Regions from separate parts of the Anas platyrhynchos genome. Here region 1 is linked to region 2. The links are chromatin contacts, called in public Hi-C maps. All regions are on one chromosome and are shown on one strand. Each heading gives the region's core, a stretch centred on a gene start, on an enhancer-like site or on the middle of the called end of the contact. The rest is flanking DNA. Distances are from core to core; before and after follow the strand shown.

The links. A called contact is a pair of places that touch in the nucleus more often than the background predicts.
Region 1: a contact with region 2 is called in a Hi-C map of subcutaneous adipose tissue, with 3 times the contacts expected there. The contact joins two enhancer-like sites. A contact is called at or near these places in 2 of 8 Hi-C or Micro-C datasets (F1 follicle and subcutaneous adipose tissue).

What each region holds. Positions count from the first base shown.
Region 1 is chr7:8,942,149-8,946,043 of IASCAAS_PekinDuck_T2T, reverse strand. No RefSeq gene overlaps it. Among named protein-coding and RNA genes, the nearest start is that of CCDC93, 9.1 kb to the left of the region's middle. Within about 2 kb of position 2,038, at least 2 of the 8 cell types and tissues checked have an H3K27ac peak or open chromatin away from gene starts, as enhancers often do. A contact at or near this core is called in subcutaneous adipose tissue, where this site is marked.
Region 2 is chr7:8,536,856-8,540,910 of IASCAAS_PekinDuck_T2T, reverse strand. No RefSeq gene overlaps it. Among named protein-coding and RNA genes, the nearest start is that of EN1, 5.4 kb to the left of the region's middle. Within about 2 kb of position 1,735, at least 1 of the 8 cell types and tissues checked has an H3K27ac peak or open chromatin away from gene starts, as enhancers often do. A contact at or near this core is called in subcutaneous adipose tissue, where this site is marked.

The sequences.
Region 1 (3,895 bases), core at 789-3,288, 400 kb before region 2:
AAGAGAAGTGATACGCCTTGCTTCCTCCCACCACTCACATCAGTGGGATGATGAATCTCCGGCCTGTGATGACTCCTAAAAATATCAACCTTGTTTCGGTGTCGATCAGGCTGCGGCAGAGACACCCAATTGGTAAACCTACTGTTTTGTGCAGGGAGGAATACTGAAGAAGGTTGAAGCAGTTGATGAGTTGGGGAAAAATCATTTTATTAAAAAATAAGTTAGAGATCAGGTCCATCAGTTTCCAAAAGGCTGGGAAGAAAAACATTACAGCTCCAAAAGCCTTAGCTGCGAATTCATAGAGGACAAAATTCAAATATAAAAAGCAAGAGAGTGCTGAGCCCAGAAGACCCAGGTTCTAGCTCAGTTGTTAAAAACCCACCTAGTAGGGTTCCATAGACAGTGAAAGTTCTTACATTCAGCTGTCTCTGAAGCCTGGAAGAAGCTGTCTCATGCAGAGAGAGTAAGCAGCCTACGCTCATTCACAGTCCCACTTAATGGCAAGACCACGTGCATACTGCAGCCAGAGAGGCACGCACTGCTTGCAACTGAGGGTCAGCTTCAGCAGAAGCTCTTCCTTTTAGCTCAGACATTTGTGATTCAGTCACACCAGCGGTCACATGCCAGAAGGGGAAGATCCCTCTTCAACAGCTCTGCAAGCTCCCACATGAGGCATGATTTCATTATTTCCTTTTCTACATGCCACAGGGCAGCATTGCCATCATGCTGTGCATCTAATGGCAGTCATGTGGCATGTCGATTTGGAAACAGCTGTGGATGCATGCTTCATATTCTCTCCTGCCTAGTCACAGGCACACAGGTAGCAGCTGCTATCGGTGCTACCTGCTATTTTTCCTTCACCAGTGATAACAGAAAGGAATCAGCTGGCTTGAGGGTGGATCTCTCTGAAGCTTTTTTGCTGCTGATTAAAGGATGGGTTATTTAATAAAGAAACCTGATGCCTCATGGATATGGCATAGTCAGTGTTACTAAACAATGAACATTAAAAATTCAATCTCCATAAATAATGTAATTGACTTAAATTCAATCTCATAAATAACGTAATTGACTTTAATCAGGTGATTTAATATATCTAAATTATATATCAATATGAAGGCTTTTCTATCTGCTTTTTGGCTTTTGAGCCCTTGGAGAGCTTCCTTTCCTCTCCTCTCCTCTGCTTCCCTCCTCTCCCCTCTCCTCTTCTCTCTTTTCTATTCTTCTCTTCTCTTTTCTTTTTCCATCAATGACAAAATGAAGAAAACCTTTCTTGTTTGTTTTTAAATTAAAACAGAGACTTTTCACTTAATCTCTTGATTCCAGGAGCTGGGCTTTAGACAAACACTGAATATTGCAGAGCCCATAACAAAAATAGGGAGAACTGGCAATGCCTTATTACACAGCCTCACATCTTTTAAGCAGGGCCACTTAGGACAAAGATTTACCTCTAAGATTTTTAGCATTTTTCTTACCAGTCAACTCATAAGCAGCAGTTTGATTGACTCCAGTGAATGTGTTAGATTTTTTAAAAAATTTATTTTTATTTTTTGTACTTCAGAACTAATGAGGTCTTTTTGTTGTAGAATTCTCCTAGCAATTTCTCTGCTGTCTCCAGCAGTTCATTTTTTTGTGAGTTTGAAAAGCTGGAGGTAATATGTTTGGAGTTATACCGTGCATCCCCAAAGCATGCCCTCTTATCAGTGACTACTCCTAGAAACAGATGGAAAGGGAATGCCTTGAAACTTCCGTGACTTTGCAACTCGGAAAAACATTCCTACAGACACAGTAACAGTTGGGCTATGTTGGAGGCTGTCCAGTCTAGTCTGGTCCAAATGGCAATTCAAAACATGGCTCATTCACAAAGCAAGCATAAAAAGCTGCCTCCAGCAAGCTCTGCTTCCCATTACTGCTGCCCTCTTACTTGGGATCCGTGCTACTTTTGCTTAGTATAAGAAATAGATGTGCAACTAGCGCTTATCTCCTAAATCAGCCTCTGTGTAGGGAATATAATCACCTCTTCCGGCTTTCTGTCTCTTGGAACTGCTCGCAGAGCTTAGTCATGCTCCTTTTGCACCATACCCCTGGCTAGTACTACTGTAACTGCAGAGACATGGTGCTGCTGTTTTTCAGACCTTTTACAAAGTAGAATCCCATCCTAAGAAGCCACACATTCCTGCAGATGGATCCAGCAGGAATTTTTTCCTTTCACTGTGGGAAGCCTGGGCCTGGTGGGAAGCTGAGCAGGCAGCACTGAGCCTTGCTGCAAGCCAGCAGTTCAGCACAGTCAGCATGGGGCAGAAGTGACCAGCTTAATTTCTTCATTTGTTAAAATTTTTGTAAAATTTGTTAAAATTTTAAATTTGTTATATTGTTCTACGGAGCTTAAGGACACTTCTGTCTTCATCTCTTCTGCCTAGGTTCTCTCCCACCTCCCTTTCTACTGCAGATTTAAAGAGAAATCTGGCAATGCATTTTCTTTTTTGTCATTCTCTTCCATAGCTGTCTATACAAAGTCTCTATTTGTATAGCAGAAAATAATCTGTATTTTTTTTTTTTTTGATTTAGAAAGTAGGCTGAAATGAGCTGCATATGCTGTATCAGAATGTCACATCAAGACTCACCTGCCTCTATTTCTGGAGCTGTATATGATGTGAGGCAGCATGCTGTAGAGCAGCGAGAGGTGGAGAAGTCAGCACAAGCAGGAGAAAAGTTGCAGCTGTTCTTAGTGAGGGTCAAGGTGTTGAGATGCTCACAGAAAACAGGTCTGTGCTGAGCTGTAAGAGAGAGAAAAAACAAGTCTGCTTTTAGTAAGAAGTGAAATGGGGTTGCAAAATAAAATGGCAAATGGACTGTCCATGCTGTGCAATGTCAGAAATGCCAGTGATAAGCCATGGATTTGCCAGCAGAGGCAAAATTTCCAACATTAGGACAGTTCTGAAGAGCTTCTGGAAGAGGGAAGGGCTGCCTGCATATATGCTGGGTGGCTGTGCCGAAGCCTGGCTGTTCACGTAGGAGAAACCAAAAAGAAGAAGAAATGAGTTGTGAAAGGGTTGGAGTCAGAACTATTATTTCAAACACTTTATGGAGAAATAACAAAGAAAGAATCTCTGTAGCCTTTGACCATGTTCAGCTCTAGACCACATTCTTTATAAAATTTTTCAATTAACTTTCATTTAAGAGGTGGAAGATGACTATTCTGTTCCATGCCTCATCCAGAGCTGTTTAAGAAAGGATGGGGACCTGAGTCTGTCCACCAGAATACTCGCTGGTGCTAGCAGGCAACCCAGCACTGGAGAACTCTCATGCAAGTCTGGTCGCCCCAAAGGTTATTGTTGCACTTGGAAACTGGTGTGCTGGTGTTCTGTTCTGATGCTTTTGCACTGAATTCCCTATCAAATTCACCAAATTTATAAGGCAAAATATTACTTTTCTAACTGCCAGCTCTGCACTTAACAGAGTATCTGAAAATCGAGCTACCTTTTTTTATGCCTTGTAGTTCATAACTTAGCTCTGATAGCAGCTGATATTCTGGGATCGGGATGGAACTGCAATTTTATTGCTAAGGCATAAGGGGAGATAGACTGTATTTTGCTTTTTCTGCAGCTGTATTGATTATCAAGCTTTATAGTAATTAAAAAAAAAAAAATCAGAAAAGCAAGGAGTTGGAGGTGTTGCCATGGGGAAAGAGTTAATACTAGAGTAGTAACCTGCTTCTGACAAGAGCATATCCCTGACACTGCAGAAGAAAACTAAGCTATTTCTAGTAAATGTAATATCATCATTTAACTTTCAAGGCCATCAGATTAACTATCTAAACACAATATTTAGGTTAATCTTCAAGAATCTCTTTAGCTTGCACAGCAGTTTTACTGACAGTCTCATGCAAAGCCTGCTG
Region 2 (4,055 bases), core at 486-2,985:
CTCTTCAATAGACTAATTCAATTATCGCTTGGGGATTCAGTCTTCATTGAAAGCAATAATAGCAGTGTAATTCGTTGGTAAATAGGTAGTGGAAGCAGCCCCGCTCGCAACTTTTTTTGCGGGGCACAGGTTTATATCTCCGGGCTTCAAAATCTCTCTCTGCACCGGAGCGGGGAAGGAGAAAGGGGAGGTTTTGATTTTGGAGGAGGGCCGGGGAAAGCCCGGCGGTGACGGCCGGAGCCCCGCAGCCCGGCCCGGGAAGCTCCGGGGCGCAGCCGGGGTTGGGTCCGCGCGTCCCCGCGGGCGGCTGCGAGACAGACACCGCCGGGACCACCCCACCCCAGCAATGCCGCCCGGCTTTCGGGACTCGGGAACTTCAGGGGAAAATTTGGGTTTCTTTTATTTTCTTTTCCTTTTTCATTGTCTTTTCCCTCCTTCCTCAGAGGGGTCGGAGATTAAAATAGTCCGGTGAAGTTTCTGTGGAGGGGAGGGAAAACTGTCCTTCTTGTTGTTAGCGGTGTTATTGGTTTGTTTCTTTACGAAAAATAGAAAATAAAAAGAAAAAAAAAAAAGAAAGAAAAGAAACAAGAAAGAAAGGAAAAGGAAAAGGAGAAAGAAAAGGAAAAAAAAAAAAGGAAAAAGAAAAATAAAAGGAAGAGGAAAAAGAAGAAAAAATAAATGAAAAAGGAAAAGAAAAAGGAAAAGAAAAGGAAAAAAAAAGAAACAAGAAAAAGAAAAAGAAAAAGAAAAAGAAAAAGAAAAAGAAAAAGAAAAAGAAAAAGAAAAAGAAAAAGAAGGAAAATAGAAAAGGAAAAACGGAAAGGGGAAAGAAGAAAAAGGGGAAAAAAAAGAGGAAGAAGAGGAAGAAGAAAAAGACAGAGAACCAGAAAAGACAGGAATAAAGGATAACCAAAGAAAAAAAAATAAAAAGAGAAAGAAAAGTAAAGAAGTTAAAAGAAAAACTAAGAGGGAAAAAAAAGAGAGAGAAAAATAGAGAAGGAAAAAAAAGAAAAGAGTAGACAAGACTAGAGAGGGAAAAATAAAAGAAAGGGAGAAGAGGAAAGAGAAAAGAGGAAAAAAAGGAGAGAGAAGAGAGAGGGAAGAGAGAGGGAAGAGAGAGAGGAAGAAAGAAAAGAAAAGAAAAGAAAAGAAAAGAAAAGAAAAGAAAAGAAAAGAAAAGAAAAGAAAAGAAAAGAAAAGAAAAGAAAAGAAAAGAAAAGAAAAGAAAAGAAAAGAAAAAAGAAAAACAGAGAGAAGGAAAGAAAGGGAAGAAGAAAGGAGGGAGAAGAGCTCGCTGCTTCCCAGTGGCCTGGCTGCAAAGCCCCTTCCCATCTGCTTCCCAAGCCCCCCCGCCTCCCACCCACCTCTGCAGCCCCCCCTACCTCGCTGCGAGCAGCACAAGTCACCTGGATCGGCTGCCTTAAAAAGTGCCGGCTCCCGGGGCCGTTCCTCTGGAGCTGCCCGGGGCAGGAACGCACCGGAGAAGGGCAGCGACATCCTCCCGACGGGCGAGCGGTCCGAGCGGCTCCCTGCAGCCCCAGCTGCCTCCCTGACAATCTGGTTTAAGTTACGGGGGATGTTTCCGAGGGCTGCCTCACCCCACTTCGGGTCAGATCCTCCCGTCCCCTCGCTAAATAGGCTACGAACGGGGGCTGAAAGTTTGCTCGGGGCTTCCCGCTGCGCCCAGCCCGGCTCCGGCAGGCTGCTCCCGGCGTGCGCCCCGCTGCACCCTGCCCGCGGTGCGGGACTGGCTCGCACCCATTTACATTGCGAAATCTGGTTTCAATTTCCTCCGGCTCTCCCTGCTACCTACGCCTCGCTCTGCTTCTGGGTCTGTTCGGCGAGCCGGCAGCCGAAGGGCGAGCTGGGGACACTTTGGCGAGGGCTCACGCCTTGCACCGCCCGGCCCCGGAGGGTGCCGGCCCCCGCCCTCGCCACTGCGCACCCGGGGCCGGGACCGGGGCCGGGGCCGCTCCGCGGGGCTCCGTGGCCGGGGGAGGGGGAACAGCCCCCAGCGCTTTTCCCACAAAGGGGCACACGCGGGTCCGACCCCTGTGGTGCGCCCTGCAGGGCTGGGGGGAGGTCCGTGGGGCGCCTCTCTCCGCGCAGCCCCACGCGTGCGGTGTTTCTGGGCTCCCCACGCGTGTGCGAGTCGCGTGTCCCAGCGTGGGTGCAGCGAGAGCGCAGGGGAAGGTTTTCCTTGCGTGTGCACACGCGTGTGCAAATAGGTGTAGCCGTCAGCTCGGGGGGCGCACGACCCCCGGCTTCCCACTCGGGCCGGAGCCGCCGGTCCCCACCCGTGGGGGTTCTCCCGCAGGACCCCCCTGGGGGCAGGGGGACGCCTCCCGTGGGAAGTTTGCCCAGCGCGGCGTGGAAGGATGCTCCCCAGGGTCCTCTCCCCGACCCTCAGGTGCAGCCCCCAAGGCTGGCTCGGACTCCAGCAGCGACCCCTGCCCACACTGCCCCAGGGGTGGGAGATGACCCGGTCTTTAATTTTAATTAATTTATTTTTTTTACCCCCCGGGTCCATACAGCAGCACCGGTGCCGGGGGCCACGGGTGTAATAATTTCTCCCTTCGCAGCCTGTAGGCAGCCCGGGGCTTTCTCCCCACCAGAGCTTGGGAGGAGCGCTCAGCCCCGTGTCCCCAATGCTGCCGTCCCCTCTGTCACCCCCCCGTCTTGCCGGGCCCGGGAGGCGCTGCCCCGGGGGGGCGGCCCCGGCTTGGGCCGGGCCAGGGTGCAGGCACCGGGGAAGTTTGAGACGGGGAGAGAGGGAGGGGGGGGAAGAGAAATCCTTTGTGTTTTTGTCCTCCTTTGTTCTGGAATTAACTTGACCGGTGGGGCTGGGAGGCAGCACGATTTCGATTTGAGAAAGCAGGGGAAAGGGGGGCTCTTTTGATCCTCGTCGGGGGAAACGCTGCTCGGGGAGGGGGCCGGAGGAGCGGGCACCGGAGCTGCCGGCTCTGTGCGGCGAAATTTCGTTGAAGGCACTATTTGTGCCTTGCACGGGAACTTTGGGCGTTAATTAGCCATGTTGCTCCTCCGAGCCGCTCCCGCTCCTCTCCGCTCATCCGTTCCCAGGGAGAGAAAACAGCGTGCGTAGGGCTAGAGCGCGGCAAGACAAAATAATCAGCTTTAAAAGTATGCCTTGACTTGGGGGGGGTGGGCAGGGAAAGGGGCAGAGAGTAAAGCAAAATAAGTCTATCGCCTGGAGAAATGATGCAATGTTACTGCTGCCCAGTGGCAGTAACCGGAATTGGGTCATTTTAGGGACAAACGCCGGCAAAATTCAAGTCACGTCCACTTTTGATATAAGGATGTGTCCTCCTTAAAAATTGTTATGCAAAAGACTCTCGTACGTGATCTTCTTGCGATAAAAAGCAGCGAGCCAAATATTGGAGCCCGAGTCAATAATGTATGAACAGATTAAGAAACCTTTCTCCCAGGCAATTATTTCAGCGATTTAAAACCTCGCTCTCTCCAAATTCCGAAAATAATAACAACAATAATAGCAAAAGTAAATAAAGCCAAGCGCAAGTGCTATGCTCTCTTGCTCCTTGCCCCTTGCTCGGGAAGGGTGGGCAGGTTTTTCCCAGCCAGGGAGAGTGGCTCAGAAGGTATTGAGGACGGCAGCAGCCTGAAAATCACAACAGTTCCTAATCAGCGGCGGATCGCGGCGCTAAATAGGCATAGCGCGGGCACCGCGGCCTGCTTGGATTTATTTCTCTTTAAAGCCCCGGGTAAACGAAGTTTCCGGATCTGGAATGCTAACAAAAGGTGATAGAAAAAGCACCGGGGGACTAAAGGGTGGTGGCACCGGGGAGCGGAGGGGGGAATGGGTTTGACGCTGATTTAAGGGCCGAGAGCCGGCGGCTCCGCGGGTGCGGGGGCTCCACGGGGCTCCTGTGGCTGTGGCCGAGCAGGGCAGAGGGGAGCAGAGAGAAGGGAAGCCCCCAGCCCCTGGGAAAGCTTTTCCCGGGATGTGGCTTCTCCCCCCGGCAGTAGGCAGGGAGCTGGGACGGATTTCCCGCAGCCATCCTGGTGTCTGAAGTTGC